Linked DNA regions of Mustela erminea: region 1 is linked to region 2. The links are chromatin contacts, called in public Hi-C maps. All regions are on one chromosome and are shown on one strand. Each heading gives the region's core, a stretch centred on a gene start, on an enhancer-like site or on the middle of the called end of the contact. The rest is flanking DNA. Distances are from core to core; before and after follow the strand shown.

Region 1 (5,474 bases), core at 509-3,008, 250 kb before region 2:
TTCTAAGACTTGGGATGCAAACCCCACAGACTGGAGGACAGGACAGTTTCCCTAGAGAGTTGAAATTCATCAAACATCTCATTTCAGGTCTCTGTTAATGAGCTAAGGTCAACATATTCCATGCTTGGAGCCAGAAGAAACTCATCTGTCCATTTTTTCTTTAAAAAACACGAACCCTCCACGTTTTGGAGATGTTAATATTATCAGACTGGTTTTCCCCTAAAAGCAAGTGTTTCCTCCAGTGGCAGATCATCATCCAGATGGATTTCTTATAAAAATGCTGCTCAAATTCATACAGAAAGCACTATTAAAAAAAAAAGTGCAAAATTGCTCAGTGGAAAAACCTATAATGAACAACTGCCCATTCTACTCCATTTTGCTAATAATTATACACTAAATGTAAATGAAGTCAGAACACCACGACATACTTCTCCTCAAATACCAGACTCTTGTGAGACTATAACTGATATTATTTAAAGTATCCTGGGTGATATTAGTGGGAAAATGCATTCTGAGCTAGTAAAAAATTCAGTGCAAAATGTTTATTTTAGTGCAATACAGGGTGAGCAATTTCCAGGTTCCGTTTCACCTGACTTATTAAAAATAAGTCCAGCTCACACAGATTCTCCATCTATTATTACTGTCTATAGCTGTGAAATGTAACACAGAAGATCCTCCCTGATATCTGGCAAAGTGGATGTGACAATTCCAAGTATTATCTGCCATCTCCAAGAAAGCCAATCTGGAATGCTAGGTAAGTCCCAAGGGTCCAGGTCCAGGGGTCAGTCTCTTAAGTCCCTACACGGCTCGAGTCCCTAACGCTGCAGGCACTTGCCGAAGGCGCTCTCTGCCTCCAGCCTCGCTGCAATCCTTGCTCCAGGCACTGCGGCAGGTTCTCGGTGTGCCCCCGAGGAGGACTCTCCAAACCCGGCCAGCTCTTTTCTCCTGCCCCTGAGGATCCAGACGCCCTGGCAGCTCCTGGGCTCCAAGAGCGAGGACGGGATGCTGCCTTCAGTCCCAACGGCCCTAAGTTTCCTCCCAGAGGGCCCGGGAGGCTGCTCCAAGTTTGCTCCGGCGGGCGAGCGGTCGCGCGCCCCGTCCAAAGAGGGGGGCGGCGGGGGGCGGAGAGGGGAGGGCGCGGGAGCGGGAGGTGGGGGACCCGGAGGGGGAGGAGCAGGAGTGCGCGGCCTCCTCACTACCTTTCTCCAAACAACGTTGCCACACGCGGAGAGCACTGAGATTTCTGGGGCTTTGGAGGGAATTGCGAGCGGGCGGGAGGGCGGGCGGCAGCCGGGGGACCACACAGGTGAGCCCCCGCCCGCGGCCTCGCCCGGGCCCGCCGCGGGCGCCGCGGGTTTCGGTCCCCCGCACCGCGGGATCCGCACGGTGGCTCCCCCGAATCCCACACTTTCAACCGCCGAACCCGGGGTTCCCCCTCCCCCTTGCCTCCCCTTCCGCCCCCACCCCCGGCTTCGAGGAGCTGTTGCACTTTCCCAAGCCCACAGGCGCCCCCACCCCCGCGCTGCACCCCCGGCCCATTTAACTGCGCGACCCCCCTCCGGGGGAAAAAGAAATGAGACCGGACGAGTCAAAAAGGGCGACAGCAGGAGTCGGGGCGAGGAAAGGTGAGGGAAAGGGACTTACTTTTCGAGGCGCGGTGCTGAGCGCTGCAGACGAGAAATAAAGGCCCGGCTCCGAGCCGCCTTGAACCCCGCGAATGCAGTAATGTCAGCGCGCCAGCCGGGGCGGCGGTGGCGGTGGCGGCGCAGGGCACGGGGACAGGAACGGGGACGGGCGCGCGTGCGGCGGGCGCTCGCGCTGCGCTCCGGCTCGGGCCCCGGCTCCGCGCGGCTCCGCTCCTGGCTCCCCTCTGGCTCCTGGCACCAACTCCGGGCAGTCACATGACGCCGGCGCCGCTCGCTCTGCGAGCCTCCCGGGGCTGGCGGGGTAAGTAGAGGCTGGGACCCGGGGTGGGAGGGTCAGGGAGGGGAGAGGGAGCCGCCGCGGCCGCCCGGGCTGGGCGGGTCCCCACCCACTTGGGTGGAGGCAGCCGCCGGAGGGGTCGGCCGAGTCACTCGCGCAAACACGCACCCCGCCCTGCGCCCTTCCCCCGCCACCCCCGCCTCCCGCGCCGCCTCCGCCCCGCCCCGCCCAGTCACCCGGGGACGGCCTGACAGACACTCATTATTCCCCGGAGCCGGGCGCCGCCCCGCCGGCCCAACCTGTCGGGCGAGGCGCGGGGCGGCCGAGGGGCTGGGCGTGCGCGGCGCGGCCCCCGCCCCGGAGCCTCCGCCTTTCGCCCTCCGCCCCCCACCCCCCGCCCGGCCCGGCCCGGCCCCGCGCACCCGCCCCAGCTCCGGAGTCCCCGCCCGCGCCCCCTCCCTGCGCCCCCCGTCCCCCCAGTCCCCCGCCCGCTCGGGACCCGCCGCCGCGCCGCCGCCCCAGCCCGGGGGGAAGGAAGGGCGGCGCTGCCCGCTCCGGGCGTCACAGGGCTGCAGCCCGCTGCGCCGCTTCCAAAACACACAGCCGGGCGCGCGGGCCGGCCGAGGCGGGGGACCCGGGCGGCCGGGCCATCAATCAGCCGGCTCCGGCGGGAAGGGCGGCCCCGGGCGGGGCGGGAAGGGCTGGGCCCCGCGACCAGCGCGGCCCCTCCTGGGCCGAGTGCGTGCAACTCTCTTAAAGAAAAAGCAGGAAAAGGCAGCGGCGGTGGAAGAGCGGGAGGACCGGGGCGGATTCGGGGCAGAAGAGCGGCGGGAAAGGGGAGGGCAGTGGGGAGGACTTAAACCCTAAAACGCTCCCGAGTTTCCAAGGTCATTCGAAGCAGCGTTAAGAGCGATCTTTCTTTGTGCCCGGGACGCCGGGTCCCCTCGTCGCCCTCCCCGCGCAGGGGTGGCCCGGGTCGGGCGTGAGGGGCGCGTCCCCGCCGTCCCCTCCCCCGCTCCGGGCTTCTTTGAAGGTCCTGGGACCCCCGGAGGCAAACTTCCCACGGGCCGGGCCTGCCACTGGAGCGAAAAGGCAACCGGTAGCAGCAGCATTTGCTCAGCCGGGCCTGCCTGAAAAGTTGGCAAACTTCGGTCGGGCTCCTCCTGCCCGGAGGGAGGACTTCGGGCCAGCAGAGGGCTCGGCCCGGCGACCTCTCATTTTTTTTTTTTTTTTTTGTCGCTTCTCCGGGACCGAGCGCGAGCGTGCTCGGTGCGGGGCGGCGGAAACGCGCTTGCGGTCCTAGCCAGGCCCCTGGGAGAACTTGGTATAGCATAGCCCCCGAGTTTAATGCTTTTTTGAATTTCTTTTAAACAGTATTAATGTAATAAAGAATGTAATAAAAAGAACAAAGGACAAATTGGTTCAATTGTTTTAGTCCTGCGTAATGTTTAAAAACGCCCTGCTTGAGTGTATGGCTTGTTATTGCTTCAAGATGTTTTAAAGGCCCTTTAAGTTCACCATTCTCACTTTGAAGCTTCATCCAGGCATGGTACTACTTAAAACCTGGAGATACAGTATATACCGAGCCCCATCATGTAGCTACGCAGTATTATAAAATTAGTACCGGGTAACCTCAAGTAGTGAAATTGCATGTTATAAAAAAAAATGCACATAACATAAAAGACCACGTGGAGAACAGCCAGCTCTGACACTGGTTACTGTGCCATCTCTCTGTTCCATAAGATTAAGCTTTAAATGTAAAAGGGATGAGGAGTTTCTGTTAACAAGAAAAGGACAGATGCAGGAAAATAAGTTGGATTTGTGTCAATTACTAATTGCAATTCATTGATCAGTAACTTCAAATGTCTCATTGGATGGCTTAGATGTGGATTAGCTGAAAGACCGTATTAGTGATGCCTGATGAAATCATATTGCATTTCCAGGTCTGGCTCCGTAATGGGGACTCCAAAACCATAGGCTTTGCTCAGAGGACACTATAGGTGAAAACCTAAAGCACATAAACCCGTGTTCTTTACATTGTTCATGTGGGTGTGGACCCAAAGGAGAAACTTGAAATAGGTCTGAGAAAAGTGTGATCCAAGATAAGCAGGGAGTGGCTTTGATATGGAAGGTGGGGGAAGAGGAGAAAAGTTGTAAAAAAGTTTAATTAATGAACACACTGTGTTCAGTGCCCTGTGGGAACAGCTGAAACACAGCTTGTACCAAAATGAAGGATCCAGGGGAGGAGACCACCATCCATCCAGGTATCTACCACACCAGAAATGCCTGGAGTTGTCTTTGACTCCTCCCTTCCCCTAGCTAGTCAGAGCACTGTCATTCACTGAATCTTGGACCTCTTCAATCCCTACCCGATCTTTGACCACTCTTCTGGTCCAGCCCACTGCCACAGTGTCTTGTTGGTCATCTTGTGTGTAGTGTGTGTGTGTGTGTGGGGGGGGGGTGCTCAAGTGTGGGAAAGGGATTGGAGCAAGGGAACAATGAGAATACTTTTTCTAAAATGCAAACCTGAACGTGTCAATGTCTTCATTACATTCCCATCGGATAAAGTCCAAGAGTTTACTACCTGTGCTGACCTGGCCTCCATCTATCTTTATAGACCCATCTCCTTCGATTACCCCCCACCCTACTCTGCCCTCCAGCAACGCTCAATTTTTTCCCCTCCAACTCACTCTCCCCACCTCTGGCCCTTTGCACATGCTGATTTTTCTAGGTGGACTAGCCTCCTTGCTTTCTCCCCCAACTCCTGACTTCCACTCTCATTTCTATACATTGTTTCCATCCTTTAATTATTGACTTACATGACATTTTCAACAAAATGGTTCTTGTCTTACCACCATCCCTCTGATAGCACTCACTCTCCACCTCTTGTAACTCTTTCTTATAACTGGTTATTTAACTCTCTTTCCATGACTCTGAAATAAGAAACTCTGTGAGGGCACGGACATTTTCTTTTTAGCAAAATTGTATCCTTGTGGCCCAGGTGCTCAATGTATATTTGTAAAATGAACAAGTGTCAGCTATGAATTGGGAAGAAGTCATTCAGAGACTAAACAAATAAGAGAAGAATTGGTGAGGGTTAAGGTGGCAGTGGCCATGAACTGTATATACCTTTGAGATAGTGAAAAGGAGGGAGTTCTCTCTCCCTGAATATCTTCAAGAAGTAGAGTGAGATGGTCAAAGTAGCGCCTGGGTCTTCTCTTTATCCTTAACATTAGCACAGTGCCCGCACTTGCTCGGTTGTTCAAGACCATCCCCAGAAACGATATATCTCAATCTTGGTCCTTGTTCTAGCTGCTTACTCTTGTTCTTAGAGGACAGTAGATCTGTCTGGTTTAAGTTTGGGGCAGCACATACTGGGGGAAGGATGCCCGTCCTTGGCCCCAGCCTTTCTGCTCCCAACCAGTCATGGCAGTCCTGGTCTCTTTTGCCAGTGACTGGCCAGAGAGTAGTAGATAGATGACGTAGTTCTGGCCAGTAGGACAGGAAGGGAAGTGTGCTGGGGCTTGTTTTTCATCCTGAGTGAAGGAAAC
Region 2 (5,905 bases), core at 186-2,685:
TTCTCCTTTCAGGACCCAGGACAACCCATTATCTGGGTCTCCATGTCTTCTCCATGACACCCAGACAAAGATTCCAGGGCCTTCTCTGACTTGCAGAGGCCTGGGGCGGGGGCTTCCTCCGTGGTAATGTGGAGACTGAGCTGTTGGACCCAGTAGGCCTAGAGGTGACTTCTTTCTACAAACCCCCTAGGCTGATTTTTCCCACCCTACACATCAGGGAGCACAAATCTTTGTGGAGAAGGCTGGAGTACTAAGCATTCAGTCAGGGATAGAGAAAAAAAGAAAAAAAAAAAAAAAAAAGAACAACTTTTCCAACCAGGCCTGTTAAGGACACATGATCTCAGACATTTCCTGCCTGGGCCTGAGTGGTTTCCCTCCTCTTACACACATGCTCCCCCTAATGCCTGCCATGGACAACGCACCCCCGGAGTACCGGGGGGAGCAGGAACCCCCCAGCCTGGCCCTGGAAATAGCCCTGTTGTTAAGATTGCAGAGGTGAGGGTGGGGGGGGCGGTGCTGCCCAAACAACGAAATAGCTGAGCCTTGAGAACTGTTCCATTGCTCCCGGGCAGGGCCCCAGCTAAGTCTTTTCTTTACATTTCAGAAATAAAAACTCTGTAGTTAAAATTGAACAAATAAACCTTCCGAATAGAATTAGGCCAATGAGCGAAATCTTGGGCCCCCACCCCTACCCCCAAGAGTGAAAGGAAAGGAACTTTGGGTTTGGATTTGGAAGCAGGGAGTCAGATAGATTCGGGTGTTGCTCCTTTCTTTGATGAGTGACCTTGAACACGAAACTTTTTTTTAAGACTCCGTTTCTTAAAAAAAAAAAAAAAAAAAAAAAAAGACTCCGTTTCTTTATCTCCAGCTGGGGCTTAATGATCTTGCTTATCCCCTCGTGCTGCTGTGGAAAGTAAAGAATGTGAACATATAAGAAACGGTGTTTTATAACAGAAATGCTAGTCATTGCTTCTTTCCCTTCCAATCTAACGCAAGAGCACGCGCGCGCGCACACACACACGCACCCGTCTTCCCTACAACTAAGTGGAAATGGCAGGACAAGCAACAACCCCCCCAAAAAGGAAGTAGGGCAAGGAAGGCTCAGTCACAAACAGGAAGTAACAGAAACGCCACCAGAAACATTGGCTCAGGCGAAAGAAAACAAAACAAAAACACAACACAGCAGTCCTAGGTTAAGTTTTAAAGACCAAGTTTGATATAGTTCACGACTTGGGGTGTCGCCAGCCCGGCTCAACCCCTTCAAATAGGGGGTTTTCAGAGATGATTAGGTAATGCTTTTGACCTCAGTTTGACCTCACAAGTGGGAATAGGCACCCGGCATTTTAGGATTCCAGCAGTCAGTAGGTTCCTGCCTTTTTAAATGTAGGGCGCTCCTCCTTTTCCCCTGCAGCCATAGGAGGGGCGCCGCTTGAGGCCGGGAGGAGCCCGGGCTCCGCCTAGGGGAGCCGCCCTGCCGCTCTGCTCAGATTGCCGCCTCCCTTCCTGGCTTCCAGAACTTGCCACATTGGAGGTTGGCTTCTTGAGGGAATGTAAGAAAAGCATTCCGGTGACGGCCGCACAAAGAGGTTTTACAGTTCTGGGGATTATGTCAAACTTTCCTTCCAGAGTTTTGTTAAGAGAAGACAAAATCCTGGATATCTTTCTAGGGGGAAGAAAAATCTAAAGGGAAACACACCAACGTGTCAGGACACATTGGGCTCTTTATTTTCTTGTTTTTCCTGTCTCCTTCTGGAAACTTCTTCCAGGAATCTTACTACCTTTCTTGCCCTCTTCCTTAGTTTTGTGTGTGTTTAGGGGAGGGAAGGGAGAGGATTAGAAGCCTAAGCAGTTGAAGCCCTCAACCCCACCCCCAAAGCAAGCATTCCTACGACTTGTCAGTTGTTTCTAGGACCAGAGCTCCTCTCCTGGCCCAGATGGAGAGTCGACTTTATGCTTCCCTTCGCCTCCACCCCTTTCTAATAAACAACCCCTCCAACTCTTAACAGATTGCTTGGTGCAAATTAGAGTTGGAAAAAAAAAAAAAATCTCCAACCTTTGAGTGACTCCAGTCTCCGGGCAGTGCCATAGAGACAACACACAAATATTCTAAAGATTGGACCGGGTCTCATTTCAGGCTTTGTATGTTTTTGCAGTGGCCCTCAGCTACACACCTTTGACTGGAAACTTTACCGTCAAGATGATTCGTATGGTGCTTTCAAAGTATTTTCATGTGGGAGCCACGTAACAAACCTGAGAGCAGCCAAGGGGTGGAGTTGAGCCGGAGTTGCAGATGGAGAGGTGAGGAACAGAAAAGTCAAGTGACGAGCCCAAGGCCTCTCAGCTAGTTTCCTGTGAAGCCCCAGCTATGAGGTCAAAGTCTTCCAAAACCCTACTCTAGCCCCTAATGCCCATTTGGGCATCATCACGAACGCGTTCTACAGGTTCTTGTTTATGCCAAACAAACAGGCTGACACCATTTTTAAATATAGAGTATTGTAAGCATTTAAGGGAAGATTGTTTTTTAACAAATTACGTAGGGTGTGTTTCATAAACGAAAATGGGAGTCTGAGGCCCTTTGCAATAGATGGTGCATTTTTTAAAATTAAAAATTGATTTTTAATGGACAATTCATGTGCATGACTCCAAAGTCAGAATTCTTCTCGAATAACATTATATGGTACACCTGAAACTAATATAACATTGTATGTTAATTATATTTCAATTTAAAAACTTTTTTTAAAAAAAGTACAAATCAGGACTCTAAAGCTCAGTATACCTGAGAATTCTCATCACCACCTCCTGCCCTCGTCTTAGTTCTCCATTTCCTTCTCTCCTTTGTTGGTAATCATTCTTATTTTGTCTTCTTACCTATATTTCCTTATGAAAATACAAATGAATTCAAATGTGTGGTCACGTTACCTATTTGTAGGTTTATCGTGCATTTTGAATTGGTTTTCTGGACGTGGTGGTGGACCTTGCGGAACCATCCGACTCTTGCCTGGGAAGCTCAGAGATCATAGGGATTGATCTGCAAATGGTGAGTGGGTGACCGAGGATCCAAAAGAGTTAAAGCCATAGAGGCTTCAGTGGGCTAGGCTTGCTCATCAACCTGGGTCCCTCACGAAATCAGAACCAGCCATGGTGGCTGAGAGTCAAGCGTGGGATTCCATGCCTGTCATGGATGGGGGCAACTAGTGGTTCCATCTCAATTTCTGGTAAAAACCAAATGATATGGTAGGGCAAATGTTTAAGCAGTAATTGTCTGTTACGGTTGCTCAGAGGACAGTTAGTGACCATTCTCGGGAAGTGTCACAGTGTTACAGACAGACAGGTCACTTTCAATGCAACCCTCAAGTAGGATTCTTCCCCCAAAGGAGCTTTCACATCTTTCCCATGGTCACCATGCCCTGAAAGAACGAAAAAAATCAAAGGGGATCAAGCACAGGTCACTCCAAGAAGAGGAAGACCAGGGGCTCTCTGTGAGCAGAAACTCCAGGTAATGGAAGGTCCCGTGTAGGTCAGACCACTTGGGTCACAGCTGCTCTAGACTGAGGGAGGAACTCTGGCCAGACCAACAGATATAGACTGTCTACCCAGGCCCTTGATTCATGGGTTTACAATGGTTCCTCATGAGGAGGGACTGGAGATCAAGTGGGGACCCAAGAATTCTCCACACTTGATCAGGCAAGCCCTGAGGAGACAGCCAAGGGGCACAACACAGAATCACCTATTGTCCCTTGTACTGGTTTCCTAGTGCTGCCATGACAAAGTACCACAGCCTGGGGAGCTGAAACAACAGAAATGTGTTATTGTCTTACAGTCTTGGAGGCCAGAAGTCTGGGACCACGGTGTCTGCAGCATTGATTCCTTTCGTAGGCTGTGAGGGAAGAATCTGTTCTAGGCCCCTCTCTTCTTGCTTGGTAGGTGGCCATCTTCTCCCTGTGTCTCTTTATGTTGTCTTTCCTCTATGTCCATCTGTGTCCAGATTTCATTGTCTGTGTGGACACCAGTCATCCTGGATTAGTGCCCACCCTAACAACCTCCTTGAAACTTGATTACCTTTATAATCTGCAAATGAGGTCACATTCTGAGCAACTGGGGATTAGGACGCCAACTTGTCTTTTTTTTTTTTTAATGTTTAAAGAATTTATTTAAATTAGAACTTGCCCCTTATAGTCAGTGTTAATAGTAACACACAGTTCTTTTACCTTTTTAAATAAAAATTTTGAAAGCCAAGATTTTATTTATTTATTTATTTTGTATGTACCGCTTACTATTTGTTAAAAAAGCTTTCTGATGTTGAATAGGAACAACTTGAAAAGGCCTAGTCTACATATTTTATTCTCATGATATTTACCCAGGACCACAAAATTTTAGAGAAGATTTTTCTCTTTTTTTCCCCCCAATTATTTTGAGTGTAGTAAAATACACATACTGTAAAAGTTACCATCTTTTTTTTTTTTAAGGATTTTATTTCTTTGACAGAGAGAAACAGTGAGAGAGGGAACACAAGCAGGGGGAGTGGGAGAGGGAGAAGCAGGCTTCCTGCTGAGCAGAGAGCCCTATGCGGGGCTCGATTCCAGGACCCTGGAATCATGCCCTGAGCCAAACCGACTGAGCCACCCAGGCTCCCCTAGAAGTTACCGTCATAACCATTTTTAAGTATTGGTTCAGTGGTATTAAATACCTTCATCTTATCACACAACCATCACCGCTCTGCCTTTCCAGAGCTCTTTGCGTTCTGTTAAACTGAGACTCTGCACCCAGTAAACCCCCATTCTACTCTTCCCCCAGCCCTAGCAACCACCATTCTACTAATACTCTAAGGTTCTCATATAAGTGGAATCATCCATAATTTCTCTTTTTGTGACTGGCTTGTTTCACTTTAGCATAATGTCCTAAAATGTCATCTATATTGTAGCATGTTGCTGAATATCTTGAAAAATATTTTTAAGCCTGAATAATATTCTACTGTGTGTGTGTGTGTGTGTGTGTGTGTGTACACTACATTTTGTTTATCCTTCTCTCTGCCGATGCACCCTTGGGTTGCTTCCATGTTTTAAACACTGTAAATAAGGTGGCAATGAAAACAGGTGGACAAATATCTCTTTAATTCTCTGCTTTCAGGGGTGCCTGGGTAGCTCAGTTGGTTAAGCATCTGCCTTTGGCTCAGGTCATGATCCCGGGGTCCTGGATTGAGCCCAGCATCGGGCTCCCTGCTCAGGGGAGAGCCCGCTTCTTCCTCTCCCTCTGCCTGCTATTCTGCCTACTTGCGCTCTCTCTCCATCTATCTAATAAATAAATAAAATCTTAAAAAAAAAAAAAAGACCCTGCTTTCAATTCTTTTGGAGCTATCCCCAGTAGTGAGATTGCTGGATCATATTGAAAATAATTTAAGTGATAGTTTAGTAATAATTAAAATTATTAAATAATTAAAATAAATAAAATATGTAAAATAATAATTTAAGTTGTATTTTAAAATGTTATTTTTAATTTTTTGAAGCAGCTGTACCAGTTTGCACCCCCACCAACAGAGCACAAGAGCTCTACTTTTCTCCACATCCACACCAACACTAGCTATTTTCTGGTTTTTGACAGCAGCCATCTTGACAGGTGGGTAGTGGTATCTCACTGAGTTTTGACTTGAATTTCCTAATGATTAGTGACAAGAATCTTCTCATATGCTTACTGTCCAATTGTATATCTTCTTTGGAGAGGTGTCTGTTCAAGTATTTTGCCCATTTTTGAATCAGGTTGTTTTTGTTGTTGACGTTGACTTGTAGGAGTTGGCTCTGTATTCAGGATACAAATCCCTTGTCAAATTCTAACTTCTCTTTTTTGCAGGGACACCACTCAATGCCGAGCATTCCTTTTCAGATGGACCAGTGTCCTCTCCATTTCCAGA

Evidence for each region. Hi-C and Micro-C count contacts between places; a contact is called where the count stands out from the background.
Region 1: a Hi-C map of skeletal muscle shows a contact between it and region 2, with 5 times the contacts expected there. The contact joins the promoter of KLF3 here to the enhancer-like site in region 2. A contact is called at or near these places in 3 of 3 Hi-C or Micro-C datasets (fibroblasts, skeletal muscle and spleen).

The regions. Positions count from the first base shown.
Region 1 is chr2:129,538,221-129,543,694 of mMusErm1.Pri, reverse strand. KLF3 (Krueppel-like factor 3) reads right to left here and starts at 1,758. Exons shown (of 6, transcript XM_032334075.1): 1 at 1,645-1,758. It also overlaps the pseudogene LOC116584986.
Region 2 is chr2:129,283,616-129,289,520 of mMusErm1.Pri, reverse strand. No RefSeq gene overlaps it. Among named protein-coding and RNA genes, the nearest start is that of KLF3, 260 kb to the left of the region's middle. Within about 2 kb of position 1,435, the one cell type or tissue checked has open chromatin away from gene starts, as enhancers often do. A contact at or near this core is called in fibroblasts, where this site is marked.